Regions from separate parts of the Mus musculus genome. Here region 2 is linked to region 1. Evidence: chromatin contacts called from public HiChIP or PLAC-seq data. All regions are on one chromosome and are shown on one strand. Each heading gives the region's core, a stretch centred on a gene start, on an enhancer-like site or on the middle of the called end of the contact. The rest is flanking DNA. Distances are from core to core; before and after follow the strand shown.

Region 1 (5,580 bases), core at 2,671-5,170:
TGTATTACATAAGTTATAAGTACTTTGACATCTAAAATTACTTTTAAGGCAAAATAATGAAAATAAAATTTTGAATTCTAACACAAACACATCCAACTTTCTTATTTTGCTGCCTTCTAATTCCCCACACAACTAAAAAAAATAACAATTATCTCCAACTGAACCTTACATTATGCCAGGTGCTGTACAGTTAAAGCGTAATGTTACTGTTAGAGTAAACCTCTGACACACACGCTGTATCACAAGTGAAATAATTTTAAGCACTGACCACCTGCTGCAACATATTTGCCTGAATTTCACTCCCAAGGCTGTGGAAGTTATACAATACTGTGGCCACAGCCAGGCCATTCCAATTCCAGCAGAGCTGTTTTATGTTGAAAGTAAAAATAAATAGGAACAAAGGACATGAAAAATATAAACCTTGCTGGATGTTATTAAAGCATTGGATGGGGAAATACACAGCTACATAACACCCAAGCTATAATCTTGGTGGATAAGAGGCCCGGATTGGTAGTGAGGAGCTACAAACACAAGTTGTGCCAGCATCTACCTACAAAACGGGACAAGTTATCCAGTGTCTTAAAACCTCAACTGTCTAATCTGCAGAGAGGATTTCAAATGATTGTACTTTGTCTTATAGAAGTATTAAAGATTAAATAAGAGTGTACATATACAGTGCTGACCGATATTTTGGCACACAGCATTTAACATGCTGTATGCTGCATATTCCTTATTTCAAAATCTCAAGAAGTCCAACTGTTCCCAAATCAGAAACTTTCTGTATGCCAACATGACAGTCAACAATTTTGGATTCTGGGGCATTTCAGATTTCAGTTTTGTAAATTAAGATAATCAATAACGGCTATGGGAAACTCCATCATCCTGTTTGCCTTTGATTAAAAAGTTCTAAGAGATTTCTCCTATGAAAATATAGAGTTGAAAATCAGGGAGCCTTCTAGTGTGGTCTCAGCACACATTAGACTTGCATTTACTTGGCTCCAGACACTAGTGGTCTATCAGTAGAAGCAGCAACTCCCACTTTACAGACAGCCCTCTTACAATGGAGGTATAAGGGAAGAACACTGTAAGGAACCGTGTAATCTGGGGGTTGCTGTGCCTGACTCCCACAGCTTCCCTTTGCTTTTTTTCTGCTAAGACACAAATCCTACACAAACCCGTGGTAACCAAACACCAAATGCTGCAAAACTAGACTGGCAGGCAGACTGTAAAGAGCAGTGCTTTCCAGAGACACTGTAGTCTGTGCAGGAGCTGCCATCCTTTGGCTCAGGTAACCCAGCATGAAGACTCCTCCTCTGACACCTCTGGTATAGTAAGCAGCAGTCACATGAGGGGTAAAAGCCAATACAGACGGAATCTACACATCAGCCTCTGTACTGGCTAGTTTTGTGTCAACCTGACACAGCTGGAGTTATCACAGAGAAAGGAGCTTCAGTTGGGGAAATGCCTCCATGAAATCCAGCTGTAAGGCTTTTTCTCAATTAGTGATCAAGGGGGAAAGGCCCCTTGTGGGTGAGACCATCTCTGGGCTGGTAGTCTTTGTTCTTTAAGAGAGCAGGCTGAGCAAGCCAGGGGAATCAAGCCAGTAAAGAACATCCCTCCATGGCCTCTGCATCAGCTCCTGCTTTCTGACCTGCTTGAGTTCGAGTCCTGACCTCCTTGGTAATGAACAGGAGTATGGAAGTGTAAGCCGAATAAGCCCTTTCCTCCCCAACTTGCTTCTTGGTCATGATGTTTGTGCAGGAATAGAAACCCTAACTAAGATAGCCTCCCTGCCTCCACAGCAGGTCTTCATTTGGCCACCCTTCTCAGCAAGCTGAACTTACCATCATCAGGCTTCCACTATTTCTACTCACAATGCAGTGAAATACCTAGTTCTTTTAGGTAAATTACTTCTGCTCTCCAGTTGTAGTTTAAATAGTTTCTTTAGGCTGACTGATCTGCAGTTACTGTGTGCTGAGTCTGAGAGTGAGTTTACTTGTATTTATCCTGACTGACATTCTCTGAGCTTTACATATGTATACTTCTTCAGTTTTTAGTAGACTCTTCCCCATTCTTCTGTTTCTTTTTAGAAGGCAAATGAGAGGCATGCTAGAACAAGGATTTTTCTTCAATTCACTTGTTGTTGAAGCTTCACTGTCCCCTGGAATTTTACCTTGGAGCTTTATAAGAATTCTTTGTGTCTTTGGTGGAATTTATACTGCTTCAGAGAAAGTTAAATTTGCTTGAGCTAAGCTGCCTAGGAATAGAATCACCTGATCACCACTTTAAAGCCACTGCTCAAGAAAAGATGACAGCAAAATGCAAACGATGATGAGATCTGTCATTCTGACAAGGACTCCCCCACAGCTTCATCAGGTCAATGTTATCTGAGTTACTTTTATTCCAAGTTGTTACTGCATGGGTAGAAGTCACAGTCAACAGTGGTGGAAGGGGTCAGGGGGTAAAGCTGCATTGTTTAATCTCAGCTCTGTGGCATCAGGAGATCAGAGCTGACAAACAGTCATGTGATCCTATCATCAGGACACCAGATCACAAGCAACTTAGCAATGAGTGCACACACTGGGAGAAGATAAAAACAACCTGTTTTATAGAACCCTGGCTCAAGGAGGGGAGAGGAAAAGGGGTGGGAGGAAGGGGACATAAGTAGAGGACATGGGGGGTGGGGGTGGGGGGAGAGGCAAACCTCATAGCCTGAGAGCTGTGGGCCATCCCTCTTGTCAGCCCTCTCCTAGCTGTCTGGAGGAACTTTTACTGTAATAAACTGCTTGCTCAGCTCTTCTGTAAACCCATTTGAAATTCCCTCAGATGGCAGGCAAGAGCTAAGGGAGCCGGATAACAAGGGTAAGAATGAGATACAGAAACTGATAGAGCATATCGCCTGTAAAATGGGTGATGTCTGTCCTAATGTGTCTACTGAAAACTACCTGGCACAATATTCCCATTCATCTTCAAGTCAGTTAATTTACTTTAACACACCTCCTTATTCACTACTCAACCAGTGAGGGAGGGGGGCTATTATGAGAGCCTATAGGCATTCAAACTGTAAGGTGTCAGAAAATCATTTCTACTTGTGCTTGTAAATAAACAGAAGACTTTTCTAACTTACTAAGAAGTAGGGCTGGAGACAGCAACCAGTAAAGTGCTTGCCACGCAGGAGGACCTGTGCTCAATGCCCAGACCCCAAGACCCGACTAGTGCTTCTGATCTTAAAACCTATTTGGAAATTTAAGTCTCCCAGCAGGAGACAGAAGGAAGGTCCCTGGAGCTCACTTGTCACAAAAACAAAACAAGGTGGACAGTGTGTGAGGAATAACTTCAGAGGCCGACCTCTGACCTCTACGTGTATGTGCACACAAAGATGCAGGGACACACCAGTATGTGTACATAATACCATGTCTGGAAAATCTGATTCCACTAGCATTTGGAAAGTGTTAATACTGTCAAATTAACAGGACCTACAACCACCCAGGAAAGCAGATTTTGCCCTTGCCTGTACCTGTCTCCTCAATTAGGTTAACTGATAACTTAGGCTCTAAAGACCCACCCTAAAATTAGGAAGTAGCATTCCTTTACAGGCTGGGTCCTGAACTGAACAGAAAGGGGAAGCATTGCTGGGCAGCAAGAATGTAACCTGAATGTCACTGGAGGGTCCCCTCATGACAGCCCATCATCAACTGTGAGCCAAAATCAGCCCTTTCTCTTAACAAAAAGTTGCTTTTGTTAAGGGCGTTTTATCACAGCGACTGGAATGAGGTGACATGCTGACCCTCTTATTCAGCAGTCACATGGTAATTTGTCTTGTAAACATATCTCACCGCATGTCCTCCTTTGGAGTAGTGCTTCAGGGATCACGTGCCTCACTCAGAAAGGAGGGGGAAGTAAAAACTAGAGCTGCAGAGATAGCTCAGCCTGTCACGTGCTTGGTGTTCAAGCATGTGTTCCTGACGCCGATGCCCGGTACCCACGGGCAGGCCAGGGGCAGCTCCCAGCACTGGGAAGAAGACAAGAAGATTCCTGGTGTTTACCGGCCATCTAGTCAGGTCCAGCCAGAGACCCCGTGTTAAAGACAAGGTAGGCTGTTGCTGTGTCTGAGGAGATACAACAGCTCAGGTTGTTCTCTGGCCTCCAGATGCACGTGCAGAGTTAGGTGTGCCTACACACACATGCACATCTGCGTACACACATTCACGCTATATTAGTAACCACTGGCAAAAGCTGTGTAATGGGATACAGGCATCTTTATTTTGTTTAAAAAAAAAAAAAAAAACTTATGTGTATGAGTTGAGTCTACGCTGCATACGTGCAGTGTCTACAGCGGCCAAAAGAGAATGTTGGATCCCACTAAGCAGCCTCGCATGGATGCCAGATGTTGAACTCAGGTCCTTTGCTAGAGTAGTATATGCTCTTAACTGCTGAGCCATCTCTCAAGCCCTGGGTTCTTTTGAGAGCCATTGGTTCTGAGAACACACTGTCATTCTTAACTTGTTCTGCATGTTGCATGCAAGTTTTCCTTTTCTTAAGGATTGTTTTTGTAAAGAATCCGTTTTGTAAAATGTAAAATCGTGCTTCAGACTGTTGATGGTGTTGAGATAGAATAAGCAAATGGTTTTCATTTTATCCAACCACTGTAGATGTCTGCTACGAGGGCGATTCATATGCCATTCTTGTCACTTACTTTGTTAGGTTACAGTTAAATTCCGGTGCAACTGGAATTACTGAAACAGAAAAGGCAAAAACTGCCCTGGAGCAGCTGCTGGGCCCTTTAGGAAAGCCAACACTGAAGAGCACAGGTGTGGCTGATGCTGCTTGAGGTTCTTAAGCGCCCTTTAATGGCTTTGGAGTGGGGAGTGTGCGAGCCATCTCGGAAGACAGCAGTGGAGAAGGAGCCAGTGGTTTTGTTTTTGCCACAAGTTCTAGGAATCTGCCCTGGAAGCAGTGCCCTTGCTCCCATGGGATGGCTCATCTCGTTGAGTTTTAAGAATCAGCCGTGTTGGTGGCAGCGGATACGGTGAGAGCAGAGTGGAGAGCCTGGGGAAGGCATGCAGGGCAGGGAAGCCAAAAGCAGCAGCTTTGCAGGGACGAGTACTGGAGACAAGGAGCTAAGTGTTGCGGAGCTGAATTCACGAATTGGCAGTGGGTGCAAAAACAGTGTTTAAGGGAAAGGAGCCGAGTCAGAGCCGTGACACTTTACTTCCAGCTTCAGACATGACTAGTTCTTGTTTGTTTGTTTTGTGTGTGTGTTGTCTTGTGTTCAATTCACACAGTTACTCTGGATGTTATGATAAATTTCCTCTACACATATATAATACTGAGTTGGCAAGAAGAATTGGGAAGTGGCTTCCATGGGCACATGTTAAGAGCAGTAAGTGGCATCCTCTAGAATCTAAGGTCTGCATTTGTTGCTTCTGTGTAAGCTAAGCCACCCAAAGAGGCACCCTTTAACATGTGCCTTGTATCCAGGTTAACTTTAGGAGCAACTTGAAAGTCCTTAGTTACTCAGAGGTTGGGAGTCAGGACACTACAGCTTTTTCTCAATGTACACTTTAATACTGATTTTTG
Region 2 (5,346 bases), core at 2,509-5,008, 710 kb before region 1:
TAGAAATTCTGTGGCTTCGGTTCCTCAGACTGGAAGGCAGGAGTGATGGAGTGCTCCTATTTTATAAGGAACATATGTAGCTCCTCCACCTGGCTTCAACTAAATGAACTCAAATGGACAGAAGAAAGGTTTGCAACCTACTCAAATTAATTATCTAGGATTTGAACATTTTATTGGAAATTATATTAGTTATAAATGTAGTTCATTAAAACTGTCTCTAGGGGGCTGGTGAGATGGCTCAGTGGGTAAAAGCACCCGACTGCTCTTCCAAAGGTCTGGAGTTCAAATCCCAGCAACCACATGGTGGCTCACAACCATCCGTAATGAGATCTGACTCCCTCTTCTGGAGTGTCTGAAGACAGCTACAGTGTACTTACATATAATAAATAAATAAATCTTTAAAAAAAACTGTCTCTAGGACTCTATCCTGGAAAATAGCTGGGATGTATTTCAAAGGAAAAAATGCACATCTTTCAAATTTCTGCAACTCACACCATTCCTCTGGCAGCCCTTTACCTGGTCAGTCCATGATGCTGACACACATACTCTAATGAGTACCATCCTTTGAAAGTGGAGGCAACACAGCATGACTGTGTCTCTACTGAAAATCTAGCTACTCAATTATTAAAATAAAGACTATAAGGTGATGTCTCCCTAAAAGCCCAAATGGCAATTATTCTGTGAAATTTATGCTGTAGGTGACAAATCTAATAATTAGGATATAGCACGGTAAATGTTTTAATTTATGGAAAGAAAGAAATTAAAATTTATTAAGTAAAAACAAGGCAGTAAAATGGCCCGTTATTGCTAACCATAAATTTGTCTCAAAGCGTGAACTCGCTGATCCGTATAGACAGCACCTGTCCTCACCACTGAGCTCTTTTACCAAGCCCTAAACCAATACAGGAGCTCCCTGCTTCCTTAAGTAACCTCACTAAGCAGTCACTCGGTCAAGAGAGTTAGTACAATTAATACAAGAGGTCCCTCCTTTCATGAGTAACCTCACTAACCAGTCACTTGGTGGTGAAAAGAGTTAATTGGGAATCTGACCACTGGAAATACTGGTTGGAATGCTGTCATTGGATATATGCAAGGATACTCATACAGCTTACATACGTCTTCATGCTTAGCACAGGAAAGGAGAAAATTCCCTCTATTTAAGTCCCTCTAAGCAAGGTGGGAAATACCATATTCATTACACAGGCAAGCACTCCTGGGGAAAGATGGTGTGGTCAGGAGTTCCTATGGTCAAGTTTCAAGGCCCCTGTATTTCCAGTCATCTTGTACTAGCTCCACCCCTCACAGGTCATCAAGATGAGGGTAAGAACAATGCTTTGATCAGAAGCCTCATTTTTTTCTGCTGTCTCTGCCAACTAGCAAGCTCAGGCAGCCCAGCCAGCTCGCACCACTGCCAGCAAGCCTAGCTGTAGGCACTGGAGCAGACTCTCCTGCTCTTTCCTGAGTTACAGGATACTGAAGTCTGAGATTAATCTCTGAGGATTTAAGCAACGAAAAGCAATCCTGGGGTCAAGTGGGGAGACTGACCCCACTTGGGTTTAAAAGAAAAAAAAATGAGAAAGTACTGGGACGAGAGGAAGGGCTGATACTGGGTTGTAAAGAGAATAAGTAAATTTAATAATAAAAAATAAAAAATAAGAGTTCTCTCACAACATTGTCTGGTTATTTTGCTTTCATGTTGGCACTGGAAGTTGTTGGTTTAGTCTCATTCTTGGCCAGTTATCCCAGTTAGATGGGAAAGTCAGAGTGACTAGCAACCAGTAAAACACAAAACTGGGTATGCAGGGTAACTGGTTTCTTCCTGTTTTCTCGGGTCTTCAGCAGTTACTAATCTGGTATTACCCTCTGACAATGAACCGGATCTCAAAGCAGACTTTTCCAGAGCCCGAGACACAAGGTAAACTGAGTCAGAGCAACCTGGATTTGAACCTTGCTCTCACTGTGCTATTGCTTTATTTATGGCCTTTCCCAGTCACCTGACTTCTCCAAGTCTGCTTCCTTATCTGCTAAGGGAAGAATCTTTATTTTGCAAGACTGTTCCATACAGTGAAATGAAAGCCATTGGTAGATAACCGGGAATCCTGGCTTTAGAGAGAGAGTATTAATAAAGGCAACGCATGCATCAGGAGGATCCTTTGCTTGCAAGCTTGCTTTTAAAGGATACCCAGGGGGTAATGGGAAAAGGTTCAGACAGCTCCAGAGAGCTTTTAGCCTGGATTCACAACCCACAGCAAGGTATATGAGGGGGTCACAATTATATATTATGTCAACGTACTACTTCCCCTTAAGCAATGACAGCACCGTTTGTGATGCTCTCTACGCTCTCTCCGCAGAACAGACACTGTATTTCTTAATGCAGTAGGAAGGGCCCAGTGCCGTATTTTCTGTTGTTATGGCGAAGCAGCATTTTCTCGCACAACACTGTATGCTCACCTGTGGATGGGGAAAGCTTCCATCCTCAAGGAAATGAATTTCTAACAAGCTGAACATGTGTTCCCACCTTCTCCCACACTGCCCAACTGTGGCCACACATCTGTGATTTCCTATCTTCTAAGTTAGTAGCTGGTCCTAAAATTCAATGAGCTCATGAAGAAATGGCAAAGACACATTAAGATTCAAGGGGGAATGACAAAACCAGCCAACCAATCAAATTAAAAATAAAAATAAACTGTTCTTTTTGACAAATGTTGAGATAGGGCCAAGATCTTTAATGTAGAAATATTTCTCCCTATTTAATTTCTGAAAATCTGTCTTTCTTATTATCCTAACTTAAAACTTTTAAGGAGTATTTACATGGAAAAAGACTTAAATGTGCAAACCTCCTCACTTCACATGTGGCCCCACACAAAATATTAACTTTTCTGACTTGTCCTCAAGTTTACAAATGAGACTCTACACCTAGAGAGAGTGCATGGAATAACAGACTATGTCACATTGCCAAAACTTCAAGCACAGCCAGAGGGTGATAAGAAACTCTAATCTGAGGAGTGACATACCCTAAATATTCAAGTCAACATTTGCTTTCTTCCATACACAGATTAGATCAGTATAAAGCTGGAAGATTTGATTATGGCTGAGAAAGAAACAACTGACTTGAACCAGCTAAACTCTAATTGAAAAGAAGAAGCTGGATGCTTCGGACACTTCCTGGGGAGACACAAAAACTCATGGACACTTAAAGGGGAAGCAAAATGTGTGCGCGCGCATACCAAGCTCTCAGTTGTCAAAATGTGTGTGTGTGTGCACATATACCACGCTCTCAGTGGGCAATAATCTGCACTAATCATAAACAGTACATGATAAGATAAAATTGCTGGCCTGGAAATGTTTTTTAAAATATGAATTTCTGAAGAAAAAAATGAAAGAAGGCAAAGGAGTGAAGAGGGGAGAAAGAAAAAACATAGAATTATAGAAATTGACAACCAAATACAATGTACAATCTTTGACTAGATTCTGGAATGAGAAAACAAAAGATACACTTGAAAATGAACTGTGCCAAATAATGGCACTGTGTCAAGGTTAGTTTTTCTGAGTGCGACATTAACAGGGATCCATATATGAGAATGTTTTTTGTTGTTCTTAGGTGATAAATGCTGAAATATTTAGAAATAAAGTCCTATGCTATCTGTAACTTATTCTCAAATGGCTCATCTAAGGGGGGCAGCCTAAGGGCAAGGAGAATTTTCCCTGTACTGTTCTCTCAGTCCTTCTACGAATGTGAATGATTTCTAAATAAAACTGTAGGGGCGAGGCATGGTGAGGTGTGATAAGACTCCCACACAGAACAGAGAAGGACAGAGAGCTGGGGGAGGGGAGGCTGTTTGTAAATCACAAGGGCATCTGAAGCTTCTATGCACCGTTGCTAAAAATAAGTTTTAGAAATGAAAGCATCCTATATACTAACTGTATTGACCTAAATCTTTCTATGTCACGGATTCAATTAAGTTATAGGATATTTTGAGACCCCTATATAGGTGATAAAGTATGGTGCAATCAATCCTCAGTAAAATGGAACAAAAAGAGTCTGTGAACAGAGAATTCTATAACATCTATATAGAACATAAAAATTCTACATATAAGTAGCCATGTGTATTTTTAAGAATATAAAAATGTTCTTTTAAAACATATTTTACCTAATACTCATTCTTGCATATACAGTTGGATTGACCCCACCCTACCCCCACTACTCCCCCCCACCCCACCCCTCTCTCTACTTTACCAGTTATATCTTTTTTAGTGGAAAACACACTTACAGAGTTGGAAAGCTGGCTCAGCCATTAAGAGTATGTACTGCTCTTGCAGAGGACCTGAATTCTGCTCCTAATAACAATGTAAAGAGACGCATACCCCCCCAGCACTTGTACCCCCCCCCCACGCCTCTGGCCTCCAAGGGCACCTGTATTCTTGTGAATATATTCCTACAAATACAAAAGAACATACATAATTAAAACAAAACAACAACTTTTTTAAAAAGAAAGAAAATACATTTAGCTTCCCTAAATGCTATAAGTGACCTTACTTTTTACTGATACTTGCATTCTCTTGTCTTGCTGGGTAAATATGTGTGTACACTTTCCAATCTGTGCTTTTCTGAAAGAAAGGGGTTAGGTGAAATTTTAGTTTTAACTATTACTCAGGTTACTGTGCCATCTAAGTTACTTCAGGGGAGTGGTAGGTATTAGTACCACCATCATATTGGCCATGATAAAATGAAAGTACTTATATTTTAAAGATGAAAAGTCAAGAACTGAATACTATAATAATATCAAATGAAATCTATGTGCCATGTGAGAGGCCAGGAAGTGCTTTCACGGACATGGATTTCTCTGCACAGATGTAAACTGGAAGGAGTAAGGTAAATAGGCTGGCTAGCTGACTGTGATAAACAAACAAAGGTAGTGGCTGGCTCCAGGCATTCTAAAGGTTTACAAAAGCTGTAAAGAAAAGGTCCCTGGTTGTATTTTGCTGGAAGTGAACAATTAGCAAATACTGCAGAAAGCAGCGCAGCCTGGTGCTTTACACTAAGATTGGTAGAAAGGCACCTCTCACCCATAATTTTAGGTAGGTTGCTGGCCTCCCTATATCATTGGGTCAATCCCCAGCTGCCTCACCTACCAAGTGGGGTTGCTGCCCCTGACCTTTCGCTCTGTGATGGCACGAGTCTGACAATCACAGATTCTCACTCGTCTAGGTCTCATAAGGAGGCTGCAGAGCATGAAAGAGAAGAACCCTTGGTTATGATTCTTGCTTGAATCTCCTGTGAAAGGAGATTCAAACATCAAAATTTAGAAGGGAACATTTTAAGGCTCCTAGAAACACTAGTGTATT

The links. HiChIP or PLAC-seq counts read pairs in DNA pulled down with a chosen protein or histone mark.
Region 2: a contact with region 1 is called in an H3K27ac HiChIP or PLAC-seq map of microglia, with 4 times the contacts expected there. The contact joins two enhancer-like sites. A contact is called at or near these places in 1 of 115 datasets of contacts at active chromatin or transcription factors (microglia) and 1 of 9 other capture datasets (embryonic stem cells).

The regions. Positions count from the first base shown.
Region 1 is chr3:84,882,326-84,887,905 of GRCm38.p6, reverse strand. The region is part of intron 3 of Fbxw7 (F-box and WD-40 domain protein 7); the gene reads right to left. Among named protein-coding and RNA genes, the nearest start is that of Gm40080, 6.7 kb to the right of the region's middle. Within about 2 kb of position 3,920, at least 56 of the 459 cell types and tissues checked have an H3K27ac peak or open chromatin away from gene starts, as enhancers often do. A contact at or near this core is called in microglia, where this site is marked.
Region 2 is chr3:85,590,708-85,596,053 of GRCm38.p6, reverse strand. The region is part of intron 2 of Gatb (glutamyl-tRNA(Gln) amidotransferase, subunit B); the gene reads right to left. Among named protein-coding and RNA genes, the nearest start is that of Gm46809, 17 kb to the right of the region's middle. Within about 2 kb of position 3,758, at least 19 of the 459 cell types and tissues checked have an H3K27ac peak or open chromatin away from gene starts, as enhancers often do. A contact at or near this core is called in microglia, where this site is marked.